2 separate regions of the Mus musculus genome follow, and region 1 is linked to region 2. Evidence: chromatin contacts called from public Hi-C data. All regions are on one chromosome and are shown on one strand. Each heading gives the region's core, a stretch centred on a gene start, on an enhancer-like site or on the middle of the called end of the contact. The rest is flanking DNA. Distances are from core to core; before and after follow the strand shown.

Region 1 (6,412 bases), core at 3,588-6,087, 720 kb after region 2:
TAACACATTCGGTGAGACTCCGTTGGAGAAAGTGGATTCTTCCCTTCCCAGTGGCTGTCAGTTGGAGATGGCTAGGGAAGAGAGATCTTGTCCACATTCCTGTCTCAGGGCTGGGACCCCGTCTGGCTTGACCTGTGCAGGCCCTGTGCATGCTGCCACAGTGTCTGTGAGTTCATGTGCGTGTGCATAAATCCTGTCATGAATAGAAGACACTGTTTCCTTGGTGTCATCCATCCTTTGACAATCTCTTAACTTCCTCTGCTTTTCTTCTTTTGTAATTTTATCTATTCCTAAGACTTCAACTCTCGTCTGGATGGGCTGAACTCCAGACCCATGCTCCTAGCACAAAATACAAGAAGTAAAATCTTTCTCTGATAGTTTTAAAGCCCCTCTACTAGCTCTCTTGGTTTATAATGTTTAACATTATACTTATATTTACATTGGAGAGCTATATTTCAATTTGTTCATGTAATCTATTCTAATGGCCTGTTCTGGTCGAATTTGTGGCATAGTAAATGATGTTATTACAAACGCACTCCCAAAACAATCGAACTTGATTTAGTTGGGTTGTCTAATTTACTTAAGAGGAGAGGTAAGCCAGAGAGATACATTTATCTCTGTGACAAATTATACTAATGAAACCCCAATTTAGAGTATTAAGGTTAAGAACACAGATCTAAGCACAGTTAACAGCCACATTCACTGCCTTCCACTTAGAGTACCAAAAGGGTTTGTTGAGAGCACTCGTGCAGCGAATGAAATCGCACTCTTAGCTCCTACCTTCAGAAACGTAAAATAACACAGCACACCGTAAGCATATGCTTGCCAGCGAGCAGACCATTTTCCAACAGCTCTTACCTGCAGCTCCCACTGTCCAGGCTAGGGAAATGGAGCTCAGGGATGGATTCATACATTGCAACTGAAGTGCTCAGGCCTCCTTGTGCAGTATCGGGCTGTCATTACACACCAGGACTCTGTCGCTTTAGTACCTCCCCTTAGTAGAGTACCTTGGTCTGATTGGAATACTTTGTGTGCTTATGATAAGGATTGAAAGTAGTTATTTGTTATTAAATCTCATCTTAGAAATCTTTTATTTTGTCCCTTGTAAGTTACAGAATATCTATGTATAACTATATTTCACTCACATTATATTTCTTCTGCCTTAAAATTTCTTCAGGAAAAGATCTTGACTATCTGTATTGCTCTGTGTCTATGGAAATTAATGTACTCTATAGAGTAAACTATGACAAGATTTAGGGCCAAATCTGCTGTGCACTGTCATTTTTCCTCTCATTGACTTTTTTCTTGGTAGCTCCCAAGACTCCATTTGAAACACACTTAATGCAATGACATGTTTGTAAGGAAACCAACAACTAATGACTGAGATTTCTATCCAAAAGTAAGACATGATGTTTCATCCATTAAGTACTAGACATAGCTTGAGTGTTTCCAGACAGGTACAACTATTTTGTATAGAGTCTGCCTTGCACATTCCAATTGTCTACTATGGAGCTTGGCATAAAAATTATAATTAAAAAGAATAGTCAGCTCATGTCCCTTTTTCTGTTACCGTATGAGTCCTGGAAGGCAGAAACCCCATAGCATGCCTTTATTCCTGTCTGCTCTTACTTTGATCTTGGTTTAAGCCTGGACTTTCCTGCCCCTTGGCATCATGATATGACCAAGTCATGTATCTTGTTCTGCCCTGACTCTTTTATCTTGAAAATGGTGTTAGTAGTTGTATTGGCTAGTTTTGTGTCAACTTGACACAGCTGCAGTTATCACGGAGAAAGGAGCTTCAGTTGAGGAAGTGCCTCCACGAGGTCCAACTGTAAGGCATTTTCTCAATTAGTGATCAAGGGGGAAAGGCCCCTTGTGGGTGGGACCATCTCTGGGCTGGTAGTCTTGGGTTCTATAAGAGAGCAGGCTGAGCAAACCAGGGAAAGCAAGCCAGTAAAGAACATCCCTCCATGGCCTCTGCATCAGCTCCTGCTTCCTGACCTGCTTGAGTTCCAGTCCTGACTTCCTTGGTGATGAACAGCAATGTGGAAAGTGTAAGCTGAATAAACCCTTTCCTGCCCAACTTGCTTCTTGGTCATGATGTTTGTGCAGGACTAGAAACCCTGACTAAGACAGTGGTGGTAGTGTGTTTGGGAAGGATATTAGACTAGACTAGCTATCTTCCAGGTTATTTGTGCAAATATAGTGTGTATAAAGTGTCTGCCACATTACCCAACGTTGAATGTATAGGTACCATGGAGTCCAGAAAGAAAAAAAAATGATGTCCAGGTTGGCTGTTCACCAAGGACACCCAGAGAGACTGTATGGTCTTAGAGAGTCTGAGTGGTAGCACATATTTGAAATAGAAAGCACCACCCTACCCCCAGATGGTCTCTGCCTCCTCCACCTACTGAGGTGACATCTGCACTTCCTATGTAATCTTTACTCACACCTCTTACAAAGACAGCATGTCGTCATCCTGACCCCAGCAGCCAGCCGAGCTGGGCTTTCCAGAAGTCTTCAAGCTGGAGGAGTGGGAGGCACCATGGCCTGCTCAAGGGGAACAGAGTGAATTGATGCCAGACGGTGGCAGGTGGCTATTTTCACTTAGCAGTTAGTGGCTAATGAAAGAGGTGTGTGGGTATCTTTCTCCCCAGAGGCCATTCATTTCTCTCCAGCTGAAAGAGCAATGGACTGATCTGAGGCAGGACCAAAAGTTCAAAGGAATTATGACAGATTGGCCCAGCACCCCTGAGTTTATCTGAATAATGACGCATAAGCACCATCCAGTGTTGACAAAGCTCTGCAGGCTGTGAAGGCTTAAGGGGAGCCTTGGAGCTAAGCACAGAGGGCAATGATGTTGCTTAAATGTGCACAGGTCTGGATTAAAGTGGAGTAGTTCTTAGGCTGCTCATGTCTTCTTAATCTTCAGCTAGGATTGAGACTAGCCTCCATGACACAGGGGATCCATGACACAGATAAAGGAAGTGTCTGACTGTACGTCCGAACTCATGATCGGCTGGTAAACAGGAGTGATGAGCCTCTCGACTGCAGTGCAGGCTTCCCTCTGGCTGCTCTCCTCACCCCTACCTTTGCATCACTATTAATTCAGGCTCATTTTACCTTTTCCTCTTCCACTCCCTTCTTTGTCTCCTACCCCTTCCAACTCCTGCCCAACTAAATCAAAACACTAACAGGACTTTTATCTTCCAAACGTTCAGTGCTGTGGCACGTAGTAGCGAGCAGGGGACACTCACCCTTCCTCCTAAGTTGAGATCTAAAGCAGAAAATCACCATTGCTACTGATGTCCATGCATAAACTCACTTTTGGTGATTCAAGGGAAGCAACCCGATAGGACCTCAACGTTATCATCTCGTCACGTCACGAGACTCAGAACTGCAAGTTTCTTTCTCTCTTTCACTTATTCTCTTTGTCTGAGCCATTTTCTAACCTTTGGGCTGTTTTTATATTTATTTTTCACTACTCTGGGAGAATGATTCATGCTGGGTGGGAACTCCTTGTTCTGCCTTTGCCTTTCCTTGTGAAGTCAGATACCCACAAGAAAGGGCCAAGACCACAACATGTGTTAGCCGATGCCCAGTGTCTTGCAATCTCTCTCTCCGGCTGTGCCTCCATTTCCTGGCCATCTAACATATCAGCGTGTGCTTTTCTGCCACGCTGTCAGGATCAAAAGTCAGCAGAGATGATTCAGGCTCCTTGTCTATTACGAAATAATTGTCTTATCTGCATGATAATACACACATATATTTCAGCTAAATTATCTACATTCTAAGGACTCATTCATGCTCTGGAGAAGGTGATGGATACGCCAGATGCTTACACGTGGTGAGATGGCGAAGAGAGGTGGAGCGGGGCACCTTGCCAACTGTTTGGGTGGCTATTTGTCAGGAGAACGAGTCACGCCTGCAGCCCCGGCTGTCCCATTCCTGATACTGCTTTTAATACGTTTCATTGGAAAGAGGCCAAGGGCCCTACACCAAAACTTCAGTCCGTTTCTCCCCCTATTGACAGTGGTCTATTCCTACCCTGCCTTTCTCTCTCTACAGGCGACCTGTGTCTCCCTAGGTGTGATAATATGCTTTGTTTCAAAGCTAGGACACTACGCTATTTTATATTCTTCATCTTATTCTTGAAGTGTTCACCCAAAATGTATTATGGAGTCTGGGGAAGCCTTCACCTACAGACAAGGTGATCTACTTTGCTTGCAATCTGTATCAATAAACTACTCCTGAGTTCTCATCAGCTCAATGCTTGGCTGGAGGCTTTACCCATGCATCATGTTCGAGGAGAGAGGACATGCTCTGTTGTTGACTGGACCACAGAACTCAGGGTTAGTGTGAGCAGAGCCAAGGCCACACTGGAGCCATCTGCTAGGACCTGAGGGAGGGAGTTCAGTGGGCCGGCTGCTCTGCAAGCCTGTAATGTGAGAACTCTTCCGTTGCCATGCAGTGGGCAGGATGGCGCCCTAACTCCTTGGGCAGCTTTTGTGTTCTTATGATGGACTGAGCTGACCTTACCTCTCCCGCTGTCCTATTGTCTTAAGAAGGTGGCTGGGGAAGCCTCAGGGAGGGCTGATCTAAAGTAAGCAGAAACCCGGGGCGGCTTCTCCAAGACAGTCTCCAAGGCGATCTCCAGGGCTGGCTGGCTGGTGGATCTGGCGGTAGCAACCAGGGGCACGTGAAGACTTAGATGAAAGGCAGCTGTGTTGTGCCGGCAGTGGGAATTGGGAGCTGTATTTGTTCTGCATTCTGCAGTGTGCTGGGCTAAGCTGTCTCTATGACCTTGACAGTTAGGGCAGAACTAACTGTCTGGCTCTGTGACATGGGAAGGGCTTAGTCGGTACCTCTATTTGCTAAATTGGGGCCAATGTGGTTGAGGACACTTGGTTATTTCGAGTGTTTGTTTATCTGCCAAGTTTGGTGATCAATGCAGGGCAGGAGGCCAGGTGTGGTCACATGTCAGCACTGTGATCAGGAAGTGTGGAAATTTCTAGTTTCCACTTTCATCTATTTTTACGACCATCTTTATTGGGTTTTCTAAGAGTCTGGAACATGCAAACTGTGTGAATCAGAGGGAAACTTTATAACGTTTAATTCATCATCCTGAAACTGGGCAAATTTTTTCTCTAATCACACATGGAGCAAGTGTGGAGGGCACTTTGAACCCAGTGATTCCCTCCCTTGCCTTGGGTGCTAAGGAAATAGTGCGAATGAACAGTGTCTAGTCTGGAGGCCCTTTCTGTGTGTTTTTGAGCTTTCCCTGTTCTCAACTTGGTGTGTTGTTCCCGAGTATTTTTTAAAGAGTTCAAAGCATTTGGGGATTGCATAAATGCATTTTAAAATAAAATGCCAATTGAGAAGCAAAATCTCACCTTAGGGTATAAAGTGAGGAGGTGGCGCTCTAAGGTATGGTTGCGGGGAAAGTTTGTTTATTGAAGATGTGAGAGAGAGCACAGCCAGAGGCACTGGAAGAGAGTCCAGAGCAAGGAGAGAAAGCGGGGTCCAAACACGCCCAGTAGGCTGAAACAGGGCATTAGAGGAGAGAGGGGGGCGGGGAGAGAGGAGGGCCAAGGGAGTGGATGGGTGAAATGGCTGGGCGCTATAAGAACCAGAGGCTGGGGGAAGGGAAGTTGGAGAAATTTAGGGTAGGGGGCGGGGTCAGAGAGCTGAGAAGAGTCACCACCAGTACTCAGTGAACCTGGAGGCCAGCGTGCACTTTGGTATGATGATAGTCACCGCACTGGTGTATGATGTCGCTATGTTAACACGAAGTCTGAAAAATCAGCTTAGTAACAGGATTAGATTCACTTTGAGAATCTTCCGGCCGGCGCTCGTGAAGAGGAAGATAAGGAGAAAGATGTGTCTAAGACTGAAAGCCGTGCCACACTCCAACTTAGTATTTCTCTGAAATAAGCTCTTGGGGAAAAACTCAAACCATCTGGGTTAGATTATCGAATGTAAGCATAGGATGGAAAGTGGTCTTTGGGACAGTGGAATGAATGCTTCTGGAATTTATAATCTCACTGTCCCCATGTCTTTACCGATGAAATAAAAGAACCCCCCTCTGCTTTGACTATTTATGTTTTCCTCAGTTGGGGAAGGGCACTCAGATGAGGTTGGAGGGACATGTGAGAGGTGGCATGAAACGAACTCCATGTGATTTTTTTTTCCTTTTATTTTCATATCTCAGTTCCCTGGCCGTTCCCTTCAGTTCTCGAGGTGTTGACAGCTGGAAATAACGCTGGACTGCAATCCACTTTTCGGAAGTTATTGATATTTCCTAACTGAGGTCCAGGGCTGTGACTCGGTCTAGGTGAAAATGTGCCAAGGTCTTGAGTCTCCTGTGCCTCATCCAGGTTTATTACCGTTTCGGTAACACAATGGCAGGGGC
Region 2 (6,552 bases), core at 312-2,811:
AGGAGAACCCAAGAGAAGCCAAGGTGAAGGTCAGCCCTGTTCAGTGGACATCAGCGTTTCGGAGATGCTACTACCATGAGATGACCACCAAAGACAGCAGTAGCTATGGAGTGGAGCTGGCCTGAGCCTATTAGATGAGCTAGGTGTGATGTAGATGGCAGAGCAGAGAGGTGGAAACATAAAATCCCTTTGGATTCCAGTTAGTTCCAGGTGGCTGACACTGCACACTGATTCTCCTCCCTCTCCTTCTCCCTCTCCCTCTCCCTCCCCCTCCCCCTCTCCTCCCTCCCCCTCTCCCTCTTCTCCCTCTAGGTTCCTGCCTTGAACTCCTACCTTGACTTCCTTCAGTAATGGACTATGATATGAAATGTAAGACAAATAAACGCTTTCTTCCACAGTTGCTTTTGTTCATGGTGTTTTAGCCCAGCAATAGAAGGCCTAACTAAGGCCTTAGTTGTTTGTTTGTTTGGGACTGAAACTTTGTAGAGCAGCACAGTGGTTAATTGAAATATGAAGGTATTGGCTACAGTACCTGACACATAGCCATCATTGTGTTCTTTGAGGGGGCCTGCTAGTTTATTCACTGTATTTACTAAGAGACAACTCTGCATTGCTCTCTAGATGGGTTGTGAACAGTGCTTTTATGTATCCCCCAATCCAGAGAAAGAGGCAGATATTGACCAAATCACCAAACATCCTATCAATTCATGAGAGCAGGATCTGAAAAGGTCTATGATGGTGATGGAAAAGTACAAAAATAGAGCAGGCAGGACAACACACAAGCAGGATGCTGACCCTTGCTGAGGAGTAGCCTTTGAACTGTGTTCTGCAACATGAGTCAGAGCTAGCTAGACAACAAAGGTCAGAGTTCAAACAGCAAACCCCAACCTCCAGAGGAGGCTGGGCAAAGGATGTCTGGGACTGCCTGACCACCACACTTAGATGCAAAGCTTTAGTGGTCTTGTCAGCACCTTGTGTGTTTCCTTTATCCTCCTGACCAAAAACATATATGTGAGTCTTCCCAACATTCTTCCAACTAGTACTGCTAAATCCAAGAAGGCAAAGTGAGGGAGAAGAAAAGGCAAACTTGTGTATACCTCTGTCTTGGATGTTTACAGGTGCGTCACCTCCAGATGGAAGAAGAGCTTAGTCTTTAGTTGTCTTTGCGGTTTCTCGGGGTAAGAAGTTGAGATGTCTGTTTGTATGGGTTTCTGAATGTATGTAATTCCAGCCTCACTGGTAATCTTCCACAGTGCAATAACACTCGGGGTTCCATTTATTGGCTTGTTTTTTCCATTAGTCACAGCTGGGTTTTTTTTCTGTTATTTTTTTCCAAGCAATTAATATATTTATTTATTTTGTCCTGGCAGTCTGGAGCAGCTGGACTTTGGGTACAAAGTCTTATATCAAGCTGAACTGATGTTTAGAAAACAAATTGAACTAGATTTACTTTCTTACAAATTCACTCTTGGTCAAATAAAACCATTTGGGGGAGGGAGGTATACACTTTTTTTAAAAAAGTTTTTGTGCCAACAACAATTAGCACAAGCCAGTTGCCCTTCACAGATGTTTGCTCAATTGCTGCCTTCTCTCAGAACATGGCCAGGAAGATGAAAAGGTCCATCTAGAGTTCGGCTAATTGAAAAAGGCTGCAGAGACGTGACCTCCAAAAACACATCCCAGAGTTCTGTCAGAAGACCAGGGAAGGTGAATTTTCCAATTCCTTTTGACCTTAGCTGGGAGGACTAAGCTCCTAAACAAGCCAGACTCCAGGATTCAGACACTCTAATGTGAACCACAAACCCTAAACCCACACTGAATCTAGCTGAGGACCAAAGAGCTAAATTGTATATTTATAGGCCTTTTTTAAAAATAAAGAACACTCGTCCTGTGTGGTGCTGCCAACAAGATCTTTTTCAGTTGTGCCGCTCTCTCTTTTACAACGCTGCCTAAGTAAGCCTGCCAGCCAGACCTCTGTAGTCCATTCCAAGATGATTCTGAGAACAGCAGCACAAAGCTTTAGGAAGTTGGAGTTGTAGGATTTGTAAAGAACCCTTCTTTGGCTGTCAGCAGGAATTCACAGAAATACTAATGGCCGTCTATGGGTGGCCACTGGGGGTTGGGGGAAGGAAGACACATTTTTTTAACACTTTTTTTCTAATGATGAAGACTAAATCCAGGGATACATATTCTACACATAAATGGGTATATAAAGTGATTCTGCTGATTGGCTCTGACATAACTTTAAAGTTTACTTCCTTAATTGGGTTAAACATCTCCACACTGGGAACTCTGGATCATAGGTTTTCTAATAACTTTATTATATAAATAGTACGAAAGTGAATAGCAACCCAGTTTTTGTCTTCAGTTTCATATGGTCTAATTTAGTTGACTTTAACTTGGTAAAATGTGACTATGTGTCAGTTTAGATTCAAGGTTAACATCAGTTAGTTGTGTGAGTCCTGTCCCGAGTCATTGCCTGCATAGCATCTGCACAGGACATAGCATCTGCACAGGAAACTGTAGATTGCCCAAGGTCACACAGAGAGCCATGTCTTCCAAAAGTCTTATTCCAAACAATTTCTCCCTGGAGCACCAAACTGATATTTATTAACAACAATCGACACCTATTGGGTGCCTCTTGGAAATCTAGTGTTGAACAGTCCTTTTAACAACACGTCCTAGCCGGGCGTGGTGGCACACGCCTTTAATCCCGGAACTCAGGAGGCAGAGGCAGGTGGATTTCTGAGTTCGAGGCCAGCCTGGTCTACAGAGTGAGTTCCAGGACAGCCAGGGCTACACAGAGAAACCCTGTCTCGAAAAAACAAACAAACAAAAAAAACAAAAAAAAAACAACACGTCCTTACGATACTCCTGCAAGGTGAATGTTGTTATCAGGATATACTGCCTCATTTATTTGTGGATCTCATCTCCATTTTTATATGGAGATTAGAAGTCTACAGTGTGTGGCCCTCTATCACTGAAGGGCTAAGTCTTCCAGCTAGGAGAAAAGAAAGCCATTGCTGAGTACAGACAGTCCACAGAAAGTCACTTTCAGCATATCCTATTGCATATGGACACCCACAAACTCACCCAGGAGAGTGTCCTCTCTGTGCAGACGATGGGAGGTTTGAGATTAGCATGAACTTCGGCCTAGCCTGAGAGCCTCAGGTCCCATTGCCATTTCCATAAGCATGTGCCATGTATAGCTCAAATCTCTCTCCACCTTTATCCATTCCTCCTGATGAATCAGCCCCACCTCTCACCTGGACTCTCATGGCCACCTCCTACTGGTCTCCCCTCAACCACCCCTAAGTTACTGTCATAGTAACCCTCAAAAGCTTCTAAATCTAAGGTGGATCATCTCACACTTCTCTTCCATGGCTCCATGAAGACTTTCTGAAGGCAGCATGTCTCTGCATCCTTCAGAAACCCATGGTCACCGAACACAGTTCCTGCAACAGCCTCTCCTGATTCCTCTCCAGCCTCACTTGTCTCTTAGGTGTCTCTGTATCTCCTAGGGAAATGCTCTCTCCGAACCTTAGCATTTGGCTCATACCTCTAGACTACCCAGACATGTCTAAGCCCCGACATCTAGGTTTCTTCCAATATCACCTTCACAGTAATGCATATCCTGGACCAATATGCAGACCACAAACCTCCATCTCTCTTTGCCTCACACGTAGATGCCATTGTCACCATAATTGGACTGACTTTTTCTCTCCAGAATATTATTATAATCTAACATGCAAATTATAATTCAACATGTGCATAAAACTATGTATTCCTGCAAAAAGATGTAAGAGCTTTAATATCTATTACCTATGAAAGGGTCTTTATTTGGAAAGAGTGTCTTTAATATGGTAAACATTTAAGATTAGGTCCTTTGAAGTAAATTTTGATCCAATATGACCAGAAGGACAGACACACACACACACACACACACACACACACACACACACAGAGTGTGTATGATTACCATATGATGATGAAGGCAAAACTCAAGGAGATACTTCTATGAGCAAAGGAACCCAAAAGCTACTAGCAAAATGCCAGAAGTTGGAGGAAGGCACAGAGTAAGGCCCCCCTACACTGCCTTTGTAATAAGCCAACCTGCCCAAGCCCTGACCTTGGACTTCCAGCCTCCAGAAGCATAGGACAATAAATTATGTTATCTACTCCACCTAGTTGTGGTACTTTATCACGGCAGTCTCAGCAAAACAAAAGCATATTCTATATCTATTGCTTCATCTGAGTTTTGTTTTTGTGTTTGTTTGGGGGGTTGGGGGACTCTAAGTTAACTCAATCTCCTGCCCTGAGAGTTCTGCTTAAGTAGAAATTCACTTATTTGTTGTTACTATTCTATCTCCAGCATTTAATATTTGCCGAACGAATCAATAACTGTGCCCTTTTCCTCCCATCTTTTCCTCAAGACAATGTCCTCTCAGGTTTCTTCAGTACTTGGATGCCTTCTTGCTAGCATCTTTTCCTCTGCCTGGGATGCCCACCTGCTCTTCTCTCTCTCTTAGCATCCTCTTGTAACTTAAGTCATCCCTCAGTCTCCTGTCCCCACCCTCATCTGTTTCATTATGTGACATGCTTTTGCTGCCTGTACATGGTGACTTCCTTGATCACTGAGCAGGATCTGTATCGCCAGATCCTGCCCAGTGTCCAGCACACCAGAGGGGCTTGATTAGTGTTTGCTAGATTGAATTAAATCTGTCTCCTGCAGAGTTTGCTCCTGTTGCCCTTCCCTGGGCTTCTACTCACAGCAGGGTAGAAGAGGATTAGAAGGGGCTTTGTGGAGCAGAACTCGGATTAGAGTTTTGGGCTGTGCCTCTCTGCAAATGCTTTGACTCTGTGCAATCTCAGGAGAGTTTCTTAAACTGAAACCAGCACATCAATGTTGTACTGTCCAAACCACCCTACTAAGGTCTACAAAACATTAGCCAGAATTCACACCTACTTCTTCATATAAATCCAAGTCACTAGCTTGCATTCCAGTGAATGACCCCATTTCTGCCCCAGTTCTTAACAGTGGGGGGCGGGGGGAGGACAAACTTTTTTTTCTAACCAGCTCTTACTAAAGATGTGCCTGAGCCAGCTCCAGAAGTGAAAGGTGTATTTGGAGCCAATGACTGTCACTCACCTTTTTGGAATAACCACATGGGTGTGGTCTGAGAAACACACACACACACACACACACACACACACACACACACGCGCGCGCACACACACACAAGAACCTCTAACTGAATTGAACCAAAATGCTAACCAGGCCTGTTAAAGGGTCATACTCTGTTGCTCCTCAGAAGATTTCCTACTTACCGGAGTCTGCTTCCTAAGACTCATTAAGCCCATCTTGTGAACTTTCCTACAGAACAAAGTAGGCCCTACAAAGATACCAACCGTCACATCTCTTCTTCTGTGTCTATCCTCATCAAGCTACAAATTTATATTTTTTAAAAAAGTCACTTATTTACTAGGTTGTAATGAAGTGTCCACCAAGCTGAATTCAGAGGGATCAGTATGTCACCAGCTCAGACTTTTCAGTGCTAAGGACTCTGAGCCTGCAGAAGGACCTTCTTGTTCTGATGTTGTGATATGAAGTAGAAAACATCAGCCTATATCCCCTGTATGACTGCCACACCGCACACTCCAGGATAATGACTCAAGACCTTTCTTCAGACTTTTACTTTAGCCATGCCATTGGCTCCTGGCAGGATCATGGACGATCATGATCATCATTGATGGAATACTGACCCCCCAATTCCTTCAGATGCTACTAAGAATACAAGTTCACTACAGGGCACAGACCCTTATCCATGTGGTTCCTAACATTTTGTGGTCACTGTCACCTTTCAAGTGAAATCAAAATTGTTCAAAGTGGCATGGCCTTAGACCATCAGCTCTCAAATCAAAGCAAAATGGTTCATATTCCATGCACTTTTTCACATGAGGTTTCAGGAAAGTGCAAAATTCTAAAACTCCTCTACAGCTGAGCCATCAAACTTTCTATGAAGGCCAGATCGCAATATTTTAGGCTTTGTGGGCCAAGGGATCAAATAAACTATACTGTGTAGGTGTTTATATAATAAACCAAAAGTTAATTCACACAAATTCTAATTGGCAAAAAACAAACAAACAAAAATGCTAATAATTTAGTACAATTTTGGAGGGGAAGACAGATCTACTATTGAATGAAATTTTGGGGGAGGAGTAAATTATTTCACTTTGTTATGATCTGAAATTAGTATTTCCCATGATCGATGTACAGCTGGCATGTGTTTAGAACTCCTTAGCCTGGAAACCTTAGCAGCTGCAAACAGGACTCCACCCCATTGCCAACCTCTGCTCTGGAGACTAGATCTGGACTATTTTAAAGAGCTCCCATCTGGACTGAGCATTGAACTCTGCATAACAGGCTGCCCATACTCTGGACACCAGGGCAAGAAATGAGGACAGAGACTGGGAACGCAGAGGCAGTAGGTACTCCTGGTGCACATTGCTGAAGCAGGTCTGGCTGACTGCTGAATTGGGGCCACATTCCGG

Evidence for each region. Hi-C and Micro-C count contacts between places; a contact is called where the count stands out from the background.
Region 1: a Hi-C map of liver shows a contact between it and region 2, with 1.8 times the contacts expected there. The contact joins two enhancer-like sites. A contact is called at or near these places in 2 of 39 promoter capture datasets (the C10 cell line and hippocampal neurons), 52 of 484 Hi-C or Micro-C datasets (the 3T3-L1 cell line, 3T3-L1-derived adipocytes, B cells and 35 more) and 7 of 115 datasets of contacts at active chromatin or transcription factors (bone marrow-derived dendritic cells, differentiating embryonic stem cells, embryonic basal ganglia and 4 more).

What each region holds. Positions count from the first base shown.
Region 1 is chr4:9,077,389-9,083,800 of GRCm38.p6, forward strand. No RefSeq gene overlaps it. Among named protein-coding and RNA genes, the nearest start is that of Gm50597, 41 kb to the right of the region's middle. Within about 2 kb of position 4,838, at least 72 of the 459 cell types and tissues checked have an H3K27ac peak or open chromatin away from gene starts, as enhancers often do. A contact at or near this core is called in liver, where this site is marked.
Region 2 is chr4:8,360,645-8,367,196 of GRCm38.p6, forward strand. No RefSeq gene overlaps it. Among named protein-coding and RNA genes, the nearest start is that of Gm42252, 56 kb to the right of the region's middle. Within about 2 kb of position 1,562, at least 10 of the 459 cell types and tissues checked have an H3K27ac peak or open chromatin away from gene starts, as enhancers often do. A contact at or near this core is called in liver, where this site is marked.